2 separate regions of the Sus scrofa genome follow, and region 1 is linked to region 2. Evidence: chromatin contacts called from public HiChIP or PLAC-seq data. All regions are on one chromosome and are shown on one strand. Each heading gives the region's core, a stretch centred on a gene start, on an enhancer-like site or on the middle of the called end of the contact. The rest is flanking DNA. Distances are from core to core; before and after follow the strand shown.

What was found. HiChIP or PLAC-seq counts read pairs in DNA pulled down with a chosen protein or histone mark.
Region 1: an H3K27ac HiChIP or PLAC-seq map of alveolar macrophages shows a contact between it and region 2. The contact joins two enhancer-like sites. A contact is called at or near these places in 2 of 47 Hi-C or Micro-C datasets (embryonic fibroblasts and liver) and 1 of 2 datasets of contacts at active chromatin or transcription factors (alveolar macrophages).

Annotation. Positions count from the first base shown.
Region 1 is chr15:117,936,488-117,942,539 of Sscrofa11.1, reverse strand. No RefSeq gene overlaps it. Among named protein-coding and RNA genes, the nearest start is that of FN1, 200 kb to the right of the region's middle. Within about 2 kb of position 2,864, at least 5 of the 83 cell types and tissues checked have an H3K27ac peak or open chromatin away from gene starts, as enhancers often do. A contact at or near this core is called in alveolar macrophages, where this site is marked.
Region 2 is chr15:117,799,056-117,805,930 of Sscrofa11.1, reverse strand. No RefSeq gene overlaps it. Among named protein-coding and RNA genes, the nearest start is that of FN1, 65 kb to the right of the region's middle. Within about 2 kb of position 4,855, at least 3 of the 83 cell types and tissues checked have an H3K27ac peak or open chromatin away from gene starts, as enhancers often do. A contact at or near this core is called in alveolar macrophages, where this site is marked.

The DNA of each region.
Region 1 (6,052 bases), core at 1,615-4,114, 140 kb before region 2:
TTGATCTCTTTCATCAGGTAGAAGAGTGACTTAGAAGGTGATCAGCCAGGCTTGTTAAAGCTGGCTGATTTATATTTTATCCTCATGAAATTTCTCTTGAAAGTTTGATGTACACTTGGCAGCTCACCATCTATGGAACCTGCCATCAATTCAGGTCTGTCTGTCTTTTGGTAAATACTTAGCAAGCTTTTCAGGCCCAGATGCTGTGGTAGGCATTGGGCACATGGTCTCAGAGTCACTGCCTCTGAGATATTGTATTAGTTCTCTGTTACTACATAACAAATAACCACAACCTTAGCAGCCAAACCAACACCCATTTATTATCTCACAGTTCAGAAGTCTAGGCAGGGCTCAGCTGGATCCTCCACTCAGTCTCATGAGGCCACAATCAAGGCATTGGCAAGGATTCCTGTCTCATTGGAGGCTCCAAGTTCTCCTCCAAGCTTCCTGGTTTTTGGCAGAACTCAGTTCCTTGCAGCTGTGAAACTCATGTCGGCTTGGTTTTTCAAGGCCAGTAAGCTAGTGTCTCTGACTCCAGGGACTACTTATACCCTCTTCTAAAGGGCTAGCTCACCCAAGATACTATTCCTTTGATTAACGTAAAGTCAACTGATTAGGCACCTTAATTGCACCTGCAAAATTCCCTCATCTTTGCCATATACTGGTGCATAATTACAGGTATGATATGTCACTGTATTCACAGGTCCTGCCCACATTCAAAGGGAGGCAATTATACGGGCTTATACACCTGGAGGTGGAAATTTTAGGGACATCTTAGAGCTCTGTCTACAACAGATAGTAAAGAAGTAATTGCAGGAAAAATTATTAAACAATTAGAACCCATTCTCTGAGAAGGAGAATTATAGGCTCAACTTCCACTAAGAGGTTTGGGGAGACTCCCTGAGACTTGCCAGGCAGGCTGGCATCAGCAAGGCTAAGATGGAAATGGATGGAGAAAGGAGGGGAGCAGAGCTGGAGTAGAAGACATAAATTAGGTTAATTAATATGACCTGAAATGGAGCAAAGTGAAATCACTCACCGACTCTCCCTATTACTCCCAGCAAGTAAAACTGAGCATTTTCTATGTTCAAGGAAGCTGGCAACAGATCCAAAGTTCTCCTTTTTCCACTGCCTTTAGAGGAGGACTCAGGGGGTATCTGTCTGTAGCAAGGTCTGGGTTTCTCCTGAAACAGGGATATGAGGGGCAACAACCGAAAAAATCAGGGTCAATTCTAAGAGTAGGTATCATTAGGTAAGTCTAATACCTATTTTGCAAGCTGGCAAAGATATCTGTAAGCCTGAAGTTTTGGCTGGTTCTATTACTTGCAATGCTGTATTTAAAAATGAAAGCATTATCTTTTGCTGTCTTTGGACACTGAGACAGCCTCTCTCTGGTTAGAGTAGGTGGAGAAAAGAAATTTTAAAATATATATTAAAGCTAGAAATTGGAATGTTCCCGTCAGCACTTGGAGAAAACTAGCAGATGGGAAGCTTCATGCCCACCTCTTAATAAACATGTGCTGATTTCAGCAAAGAGTTGTGAAATCCCATAGGGTCTCCAGTGTACCTTTTCCCCTCTCATCCCATCAGCCAAATTCAACTTGGTTGCCAAAATAGGGGAAAAAAGATGAAATAACTAAAATGGACCGGAAACACGAGCACCTAAAACATATGCCAAATTTAAAAGTGGAGAGGGTTTTCATTTGATTAAATTATAGGTCTTTTTCCACCAACTTCCCTTTCTGTAGGTTTTAATAAAATGTCTTTTACTGGAAAGATTCTGGGAAGAGGATTCAGAATACAAATGTTTAAAAGCTGAAGTAGAAAAATTACATTCAAAACCAATTTTACCAGCAACTTCAACAGAATAAATATAAACACACAATAGAGGTAGTAAACTCCTCTTCTTCTCAAGCGGGGATTATAGTTTAAGCTGTTTAGAACCTTGATATCTATGTCACTATCTGGTAGAATATGTTAAATGTATACCAAGTGACCTCCGTATAAAGAAAGGCTTCTATGTTGGGAGAATGATAAAATAGTCCTGGACCATAGTTCTTCACAAGCCTAAATGACCCCATCTTTTCTCCTTGTGTTTTGCAATGTTACTTTTCCCTTTTATTGAGTAACCTAGATCTTTCTTTTCTTTTATTGAAGTTCAGTTGATTTACAATGTCATATTAATATCAAGTGTACAGAAAGTGATTTAGGTATGTTATATAAATACACACACACACCTACATACACACACATATATTAATATACATATTCTTTTTCATATTTTTTCCATTATGCATTATTATAAAATATTGAGTACAGTTCTCTGTGCTATGCATTAGGTCCTTGTTGTTATTTATTTTACAACAGGAGTGTGTATGTGTTAATCCCATCCTCCTACTTTATCCCTCATGCCCTCATCCCCCTTTGGTAACAATAAGTTTGTTTCCTATATCTGAGCCTATTTCTGTTTGGTAAATAGGTTCATTGTATCTCTCTCTTTTTAAGATTCTATACATAAGTGATAAATGATACGTCTTTCTCTGTCTGAGTTACTTTACGTCACTTAGTATGATAACCTCTAAGTCCATCCATATTGTTGCAAATGGCATTATTTTGTTCTTTTGTATGACTGAGTGATATTCCATTGTATAAAATATACCACATCTTCCTTATCCATTTCTCTGTTGATGGACGCTTAGGTTGCTTCCTTCCAGACCTTTATTTTCCATTCTATCTTCTTCATCGACCTGCGACACAGCTGATGTAAGCAGAATGGAGATGGGTTGTTGGAAACAGCTGGGACCAGCAGGCAGCCTCCTCACTTCCAGTTGTGCTCCCTATGACTAACTCATCAACACAGGGCTATGAGTCACTCCCAAGCTCCCTGAGGCCCCGATGACCATGTTAGGTAGGCACAGCAGAAGGACAGACTCGACTAGAATGCAGGAGGTTATCTTGCATCTACCAGCGGTTTGACTATTATTTTGAACACAGTTATTTGTAGGCATTGTCTCCTGTAGACATTTCAGGCACCATGTTGTTCTTTGACCTAACAATGGATCCTGTTTACTAAGGTTTGTTTCCCTTTCACATCTGATGATAAAAAAATTTGTCGGGGTGGTTCTCAGGATTCTGTCCTGGAGATTCTGATTTAGAGATTAGGTCTAAGAATCTGTATTTTTGACAGACATTCCCTGAAAGATTCTTATCATTAGTCAAATATGAGAAATATTCTACTAACAAGTGTTCGACTGAGCAAATTTCCATCCTTTCTCTTCCCCAATCAGATTTTACAGAAAAACTTTTTTTTTTTTTTTTGGTCTTTTTAGGGCCTCACCCATGGCATATAGAAGTTCCCAGGCTAGAGGTCAAATTGGGGCTATAGCTGCCCACCTACACCGCAGCTACAGCAATGCAGCATCTGAGCTGCCTCTTCGACCTACATCACAGCTCATGGCAAGGCCGGTTCCTTAATCCACCGAGAGGGCCATGGATTGAACCCTCGTCCTCATGGATAGTAGTTGGATTCATTACCACTAAACCACAATGGGAATTCCCTACAGAGGAACTTTTAAAAGGAAAGGATTTCCAAAAAGGGCAATTCATGGCCCAATGAATAAATTTAGAAGTAGGAAGTGTCAGCTGCTTGTTTTTTTGGATGAGCAAATCTACAACAAGTCAGGTTTGTTAGATCTGTTGACAAATCTAACTTTCAATATTATCAGCTTTCAAATTGTGGGGTAAACTTCTCAACAGATCTCTCTTCATTCATTCAGTAAATGCTGTATGCCAGGCAATTATATTGACATTAAGAACACAATGGTAAAAAGACATACTTGGTCCCTGTCCATAAGGAGCTCATATTCTGAATAAGGACTGAATTTTAGTTATTTCTCAAACCAAAGCCTCCATATATTACCAAGAAAAATATCACAAGTCCTTCTCAGCTAACATCCTGTAAAGTATAATGAGAATCACAAACATACACAATTCACCTTTCCTAGATTTAATTAAATGTCTACCAGGCATCAGACTCTGTTGTTGGTGCTTCGGTATGTCAGTGAATACAACAAAGATTCCTGCCCTCATGGGGCTGTCAGCCTAGGGGGAAGATGAGACATTAGATAATTTAGTCTGAGAAATTATACATTGCAGTCTAAGGGTGTGGGTACTATGAAAGAAAAATAACAAGCAAGAAAACAGGGATGGAGTGTGTGACAAGATAATAACAGTAGGCTTCATTGTTAGGGTAAAGTTTTAACAAAGACTTAAAAGAAAGTGAAGAATTTTGCAGAGTCAGGGAGAAGAGCTGGTTTGGCAAAGCAAACAGCTAGAACAAAGACCCTAAGTGGGGAGGGACCTGGTGTGTTTGAGGAGCTGCAAGTGAGAAAAAGAGGCCTTAGAGGTAATAAGGACAGAGGCCAGGATGAGATCGGTTAGGGCTTTGTTGACCATTTGGCGTGTAATGGAGAGACAATGCAGGGTCTTGAGCAGAGGGTGACACAATGTGACTTTCTGTGTGGAGAATAGACAGTAAGAAGGCAAACACGGAAAAAACCAAATAACTGTTTTGGAGAGCATTTGACAATATCTAGATCTAATAAAGCTAAACCTGTGTCTTTCCTGGAAGCCAGCAATTCCAGGTACTAGGAGAGAAACCCTCTCAATGTACACAAAGAGATTATGTACAAGAATGTTCATTGTGGCATTGTTTAAAATCAAAGTCTCCCATCAACAGGAGAGCAAATTGATAAACTATGGTACACTCATTCAATGGAATGCTAACCTGTAATTAAAATGAATGAACTTGAGTTATATTACCAAGGTGGCTATATTCTTCAAACATACAATGGAACAATAAAAATCTAGTTGCAGAAGGATAGTTTCAGAATGATGTCAAGTTTAAAACACCAAAATAGTATTATTTTATGGCTATGTATGTACTTAGTGAAAAAATTAGAATATCAAATGATGAAGATATAATTATATCCGAGGAGGAAGAGAGGCCAAAGGGTTTGGGGAAAGATAAGAAAGAATTCCAACTGGACCCACCAATTGTGCTATTGTTTTTTTTTTCTTTTATTAAAAAGACTCAAACTTTGCAAAACATTAAATTTTCTATATTTTTCATTAAAATGAAATCATTACCAATAAATAACCAACAAGGAAGTGGGATTTAATTTATTTGGCAATCTATTTCTATTTCTACCTCCAAAACAGCATACATAATATTTATATATTTCATGCAGTTTTGTTTTGCCAGTATTTCCAACCAAAATTGTAAATTCTTCCTAAGTATTTTTTTAAAAATATTTCTGCCTAGAAAATATGTACTATTTTTCTCCATATTTAACAATCCTTATAATGGTGATGGTGCATGCCAGCCATCGGAATTAAAATCAATGCTTTCTTGTGTTCTGACTGCAGCAGGAAGTGCCCCCAGCCAGGCTTCCTGGGTTTATAAACTTGTAGTCACTGGTGGGGATGGACAGTCAGTGGCCCAGTCCTTCAGGCTCAGGTGGCTTTCTTCCTATACAGTTTGCAAAAGCAAGATGGGTGGTTTAGGAACCTTAAGCATTATTTGAAGAGTTGTGATATTAGCAGAGAGGCAACCTAAGCAAAGTGTATTTAGCAAGTGACAAGTATGTTTGCTTTAATATGCTGATAAAAATTTTTCTTCCTCACTGTTTCCCTCTTTCTTCTGCCTTTGTATAAGAGGTTTCTTTTAAAACAAGTGTTTTCAGATTGGAGTGTGGTATGGCAAAGAGCCCAGAAGAGGTGGATTTAGTGCACTGAAGCCCTGTTTTCAATTATCAAGAATCCACGAAACCACAGTCTTAGGTTTTAGATGGGCCAATTTAAACGTTTGCCTTTCCAATGTAAATTTATAAAATATAAGCTGTTTAGCAGGCCCAGAATTTTTCTCAGTGATATGGGCCCTATTTCCTTAGCATGCAGGCTTATCACAAAAACAGGTTATAGGGTCTTCATTAATATGTCTGCAAACAGACTAGATACTACAATATGCAATTCATTTTTCCCTAAGCTATTA
Region 2 (6,875 bases), core at 3,606-6,105:
TACTTAAGCCTTTAAGCCATTTTGAGTTTATCTTATGTGATTTTTACCACGTATATACATACATAAATTCTTAAAAAGGAAAGAAAAAAAAATAATGACTGTCTTTTATCAAAGAATAGAGCCCAGATCTTGGTTTCTAATACCATTCCTCATTAAAATAAATGAAAGATCCTCAGAGAGATGGCTGGTTCCAGGTCCAGAATAGAAAAAGTATAAAATAACTATCAAGAGAAAAAGCAAGGAAATACACAAACACTAATAAATATGTTTCAAATGAACATAGCGGCTGGCTTGGAAGGGTTTTCCAGGGTCCCAGTTTGGTGCAACTTGAGCATCAAAAAAGAGGAAAAAGGGTATCTTTACAAAAGAGAGATATTCTGGTTCACCAGATAAGTTGACATTATGTGCTTTTTAAAGAAAAGTAATGGGAGGTATACACTATCTATGCAGTATTCTTGATAAAAGTGCTTAACTTGATTCTAATCATAAGGAAACAATCAGACAAATTTATCTTCTATGATAACTGGCTCAGTGTCTTCAAAAATATCAGTGTCTAAAAGACAAAAAAAGATAGGATGACTTTCTTAGATTACAGGAACTAAAGCGATTTGGCATCCAAATGCAATATCTGATCCTGGATGGAAGAATATACTTGTTCTTAAAAATACTGTTTCTGCAAATGACTTTCAAATTATTTTTCCAAAATACACACACACATATGTATACACATATATGTACATGTATACACATGCATACATGTAATACATATATACATATAGAAAGAATATAACAAAATATTAATGTTCATTGAACTTAGGCAAAGGATTAACAAATGCTCACTGTACTATATTTTCAAGATTCTATGGTTTGCACTTTTTTGTTTTTTAGGGCTGAACCCAGGGCATATGGAAGTTTCCAGGCTAGAGGACCAATTGGAACCTCAGCTGCTGGCCTGTACCACAGCCACAGCAACACCAGATCCAAGCCATGTCTTCAACCTATGCCACAGTTCACAGTAACTTGGGATCCTTAACCCACTGAGTGGGGCCAGGGCTCGAACCCACATCTTCATGGATACTAGTCGGGTTCTTTGCCACTGAGCCACAAGGGGAACTCCTATGGTTTGAAGCTTTTTAAAATTAAAAAAAAAAAAAAAAGAGTAAAGAAGGGTAACAACAATAAAACATTACAGACTCTGCAGTCAGACTGCCTGGGTTCAAATCCAGGCTCTAAGTACCAGTTGCGAGACCAACATTTCTAGATCTATTTTCTGATCTGGGAAAAGAAGGCAATAATGAAGCTGTTTCATAGGGGGTTTTTTCTTAAGGTTTAAATATGAAAAATGCATGCTGAGCATACGGCACAGTTTCTTGACATACAGTTAGTACTCAGTAAATGTTAATATTGATTATTGCATTACCCCCAAACCTGTGATAACTCATAATGAAATAAGACTATCATTTAGCTGTTAATGAAATGGTGAACATTTATAAAAATATACTTTTGAAATTTTTTTTTCTCTTTTATACCAGTTTTAAGAAAGTAAACACATAAGAGGATTTGCACCTTCATGGACAAAGCATCTTAGAATGTCTTTATCTAAGACAAAACTAAATCCCTAGTTTTGTTTTCCTTGGTTGCAAATTGACAAATCTTTTCACTGTAGAAATGACAGAGGTGTGGTGCATTTAATCCTATATGACTGACCCAAAATTGTTGTACAGGAAATGTGAAATAATGAGGGAATAAAAGAATGAACAAGTGGGTAAACTGACCCTGGAAATCAGAGAATCTGACTCCCAAAGGCTAAGAAAGCGATGAGCTTCTGCTTTCCTCTCTAGGGGTCTACCTCAGCGGCCACCTCCATGTGCTGATTAGATTTGGGGTCAAAGGGATCCTTTGTGTCGCCATCTAGCCCTAATTTCATTGTTGCTTCTTTATTGTTTTGTGGGCTGTGAATGGTTTCTCTAACCTATACTCTGAGGTTGTGATTTAAATGGTGCCGAGAGAATACGGTGACTTCTCTTCTGGTGGCTTCTGGCTGAGATTCATTTATGTGTGGTATCTGGAAGGAGGATCTCCTGATATCCCCTGTTACTCATTAAGAGTTTAATACAATCAGTTTAACAGATTGAATAGCTTAACAGTTTAGTCACTTACCTGGAACTTGAGAAAACAGACAGAATTGACAGAGCAAAAGAAGATCAAATTCTGGACATTTACCCAAAAGAAAGGCAGCTCTGAAGGCTGAAACAAAAGGTGGGCTCTGAACCGCAAGAAAGCAATACAGGTGGATGCAAGGGACCGAGGAAAAGATGGATGAAGGTGAAGAGGACAAACTTCTTACCCTCTTTATCTAGTGCTGGTTGTGCATATTTCAGCAGAGTATAAAGACTACCAGAAAGCCTTTCACCTCGTTTTGTCCTCATTTCTCACGACATATCAAAATGTTTTTTAAGCACTCTGGTGGAAAATTAATCAAAAGTGTTAAAAGTATGTAATGACGATTTTCCCTCTTCTGTTGGTCCTCAGGGTTTTTGGGTAAAGTGAGTAATTGTCTAAAACCAACACTTTGTGCCATTCATCCATGATTTGAGGAACTGACTTATGAAAAGGTTGAGAGACAACCACTGCGTTTAAATGACCTGGATCCTGACACCGAGGTGATCCAAGTCAGGAAGGCAGAAAGCAGTCTCTATTCAAAGGTCAAAAAAAATCTACCCCAGCTGCAAATACATGTGGCTGAATCATAGCCAATGAATGGGTCCATCACAGCTGCTGCAGGCTTTATTGTTTGATTTTCTAAATATTCAGTGTTTCTGATTTTTCAAAGTTTGCTCTCATGGAATTCTTCCAGTTTAATATTACATCCAAGAACTAACAGAAAGGGAGTGCTTCATCATTTACTATAAGACGTGAGCAAAGGATCTTTGAGAGGGAGGAAGGAATGGGGGAGGGGGACATATTCCTGCCAACTGGATTTTCCCCAATACTGCCCACCTCCTTAAAACTCTATCAAAGGGCACTGTACCAATACACTAACAGAACTGCTGAACTGATTCAAGATAGCAAAATATATTGAGCTGTGATTTGTACTTAATCTCTATTGCTTTTGAAAGTAGAAAGGAGCAGTAATACAAGTAATGTGAAATGGTAGATGAGCTAAAATAAAGCTGAAATATATTTTTGTCTTACACTTGATTTGGATGATGTAAACATTCAATAACACACATCACTTCAAAAACAATGCAAATGCAATGTGGGTAGGGTACGTAGTTGGAAAATGTAGGTTTGGGATTGGACAGAAATAAACATAAATTCTAGCTTTGTCACTACTGGCTAGATGGCAATTTACTTAATATCTCCGAGCCTTAGGTTCCTCAATCATAAACAGCAGTTATACTTCCTCCTTCTAGGATTAAAGAGATAATACACATGAATCAGCAGATAGTTGATGAGTAGGTAGCAAATGGGCACTATTTTCTCCAGAAAGAGTTGCCTCAACCCATCTTCCCTTTTGACCCCACACATCAGGCTCAGCTCTGATGCACCTGCTCCGTAACATCTAAGAATATTCATTCCTTTTCTCTCATCTACTTTCTGTGACATTCACAACCTATTAGAGAGTATCACTGACACACAGGGATTAAGGATATAATAATCATGAAATGTTTTGATACATTTAAAATTATGACAAATATGAGATTTTATTTTCAAAGCAGGATTAAAACAAGAGGTGAGCTAGTCTTTGCCACTTTTTATATTTTCTATCTGAATTCTCTCAGACTTGAGTTACATCCAAAATCCAGCTTTAGGCCTCAGAAATAAAAACGTTTTCATGCAAATGCTCCCTCTTCAGGTCCCCCATCTGGAGCCCTCTCTCAACGGAGAGGGAAGGTTTGTCTATACAACAGATGTGACCTTGGATTTGGACTTCTTTCTCTTCCCACCACTTTATCCTTATGTCTGCTTCCCACCTCCTCCTGAAAGCTGTCTGACTGTGACTATATGTTGACCCTGGTTTTCTGAAATTCTTGGGAAATGCTTTAATCACTTCCTCTTGGACCATTGCAATTTCTCCTCATGCACTCTTTCAAAATCTTTGCTTGTGAAATTGTCTTATCCACCAAATTGTAATCAGCCTGCTTTTCTAAAACGGAGGCCTCCCATTCTTCCTTGTTTCATATTTTATCAAAAGCCAAGACAAATTCAGAACTAAACTCTGTTTCTAAATCTTGATTGTGCATGAGGATGTCTTAAAAAAAATGAGGATGTCTTTATTTATGGCCTTCATTCAAGCTCCTTTCTTGTTTTATCACTCAATGCAGATTTGAATTGGGCAGTGGTCTTCTATTAGACTTGCCATATGTATCAAATATTTATTTCAGCCTCAGAGGTTTACATAGCATGAAATCTTGCCCTAAACATTTCTCTTTGGTTGGTGAGGCACTCTGAAAATTTCCTAATGTTCCTGAGAGTTAAGGACATCCTGAGATCTGTTTCAATAAGGCAATTTTCCTCTCCACATTTGCTTGACTTCATGCATGCAATTTAATATCCCACTTAAGAAGATATTGTCTGTGGATGAGATAGAAGACAGGAAGCAAACTGATTTATTAAATCTTCAGGCAGTAAACAAAGACTTCCCATCTGAGTTCTTTACCACAAACACAAATAACCCTAAACCCTCAAACCCTCTCCACAACATAGAATGCCTGTATTTTCCTAGCCTTGGAAATAACTATTTAACGGCGTGTGTAATTGTTACCAAGTTACTATCTTTACCCTATCAGAAAAGGTTTCCTGCTCTGTCTTCTGGCTTAGTCATCAGATTTTTTTGGTTAGTTTCTCTTTCTATATCTCCTCTATCCCAGAAGACATGCAAAGGAAGCTCCCAGTGGTCCATAACCACAGATGTTACGGCTTATGGGTGGCAGAGAAATTGATTCAATCACTCATAAGTCACTCCTAAACCATCATTTATTAAAAAAAAAAAAAAAAAAAAAAAAAAAGGCAGGTTCATGCTGTACTTCTATCCAGAGAAATCCACAAAAGACCTGTTTGGCCACAAATCACACCCAGTCTGCAGAACACCTACCCTGTGACATTCCCTTTAATGGACCTATTTGAAACCAATGTTCATTATTCATCATCTCTGTCTTATTACTAAATATGACAAGGCTCTCCTAAACAATATTTTTAAGACACTCATAGATCTACTTTCAGCTCCTAGGTGATGACCACCTGTTTATTTGAGGCTATCCATGGCTCTTTAAAGTGATTTTTATGATACACACATAACCTGTGGCATATGGAAGTTCCCAGGTTAGGGGTCAAATTGGAGCTGTAGCTGCCAGCCTAAACCACAGCCACAGCAATGTGGGATCTGAGCCATGTCTGTGAACTACACCACAGCTCATGGCAACACTGGATCCCCAACTCTCTGAGCAGGGCCAGGGATTGAAACTGCATCCTTATAGATACTAGTCAGATTCGTTTCTGCTGAGCCACAACAGGAACTCCCAAAATATTTTAAATCAGACCTTTTGTAACAATATCCTACAATTTTTGTAAAAGTCTTATCCAGGCATTTTCATATGATACTCATGAACAGAAAACTAATTTTATTTGAAAACATGTTTATTTGGTCAAAAAAGTGTTTTTCTAGTGATATGGCCTCTACTTCTACAGGAAGAGGAAGAGAACAGAGCTTTGTAGCACAACACTCTGCATTATCCCAACCTTTCCTCACTGCAGTCTCATGAATGATATTGTTAATTCCATTTTGCATGTGAGAAATGAAGGCTCAGAGATATTAACTGTTCAAGTGGCTGAACTGGGATTTAATCTAATTTTGTTTTTTGTTTTTTGGTCTTTTTAGGGCTGCACCCAGGACATATGGAGGTGCCCAGGCTAGGCATTATGTGAAACTGAAGCTGCAGCCACTGGCCTACACCACAGCCACAGCAACGCCAGATCTGAGCCACATCTTCGACCTACACCACAGATCATGGGAGATCTGGATCCTTAATCCACTGAGCAAGGTCAGGGATTGAACCTGCATCATCATGGATACTAGTAAGATTTGTTTCCACTGTGCCACAACCGGAATTCCATATTTTATCGAATTCAAATGCTCATGCTGCTTCCATGGGATATGTCCCTTTCCAGGAAGGTGTTCCCCTTCCTCTTGGGGAAAAAAACAAAAAACAAACTCTACCTAGAACAGAGAGGGAAAAAGATAAACCAATTTATCTCAAAATTGGAAGGAGGGTAAAACTCTCATTCTCCCAGAAGAAAAAAATGTAGTAATATATTACTCTTAGTGAAATATAGACGGTAAGATTGTTAAATGCAATAAGTTGATAATTTTGCTTAAATAATATGAGTGCCAAACATATAAACATTTATCACAGTCACTTTTTTATTAAAGCTCTATGCAGAATTTTGTAAATGATCATTATCCACATCTGCTCCACATCTGTAGTCTTTCTGTCTGCAACTTTACTGCTAGTGGCAACAGTGAAATCACACCCTCTCTCTCCACTGTTAGACAAATCTACAAGGCCTCCCCACTGAGCATCGTGTTAGGGAACAAAATGGAAGGAAAATGAGTGTTTGGGCATATGGCATGGAGGCCTGGGGCAGTCTGTAGAAGAAAAATTGAGAATCCAGAGAGAAAGTACCTAACATTTCAGATGGTTGAGGTCTCCTAGGCAACAGAGCTATAGGAATACTCCGGGATAAGTACATTTATAAATCATAATGCTAAGATTCCAAGTTAAAAGACCCAATCTGTCTGTAAATTGTTCTATCTGGAACTGATCTGTTGCCCACCAAATGCTTGTTTTGTTGCTGTTTTTTAACTTTAGTCT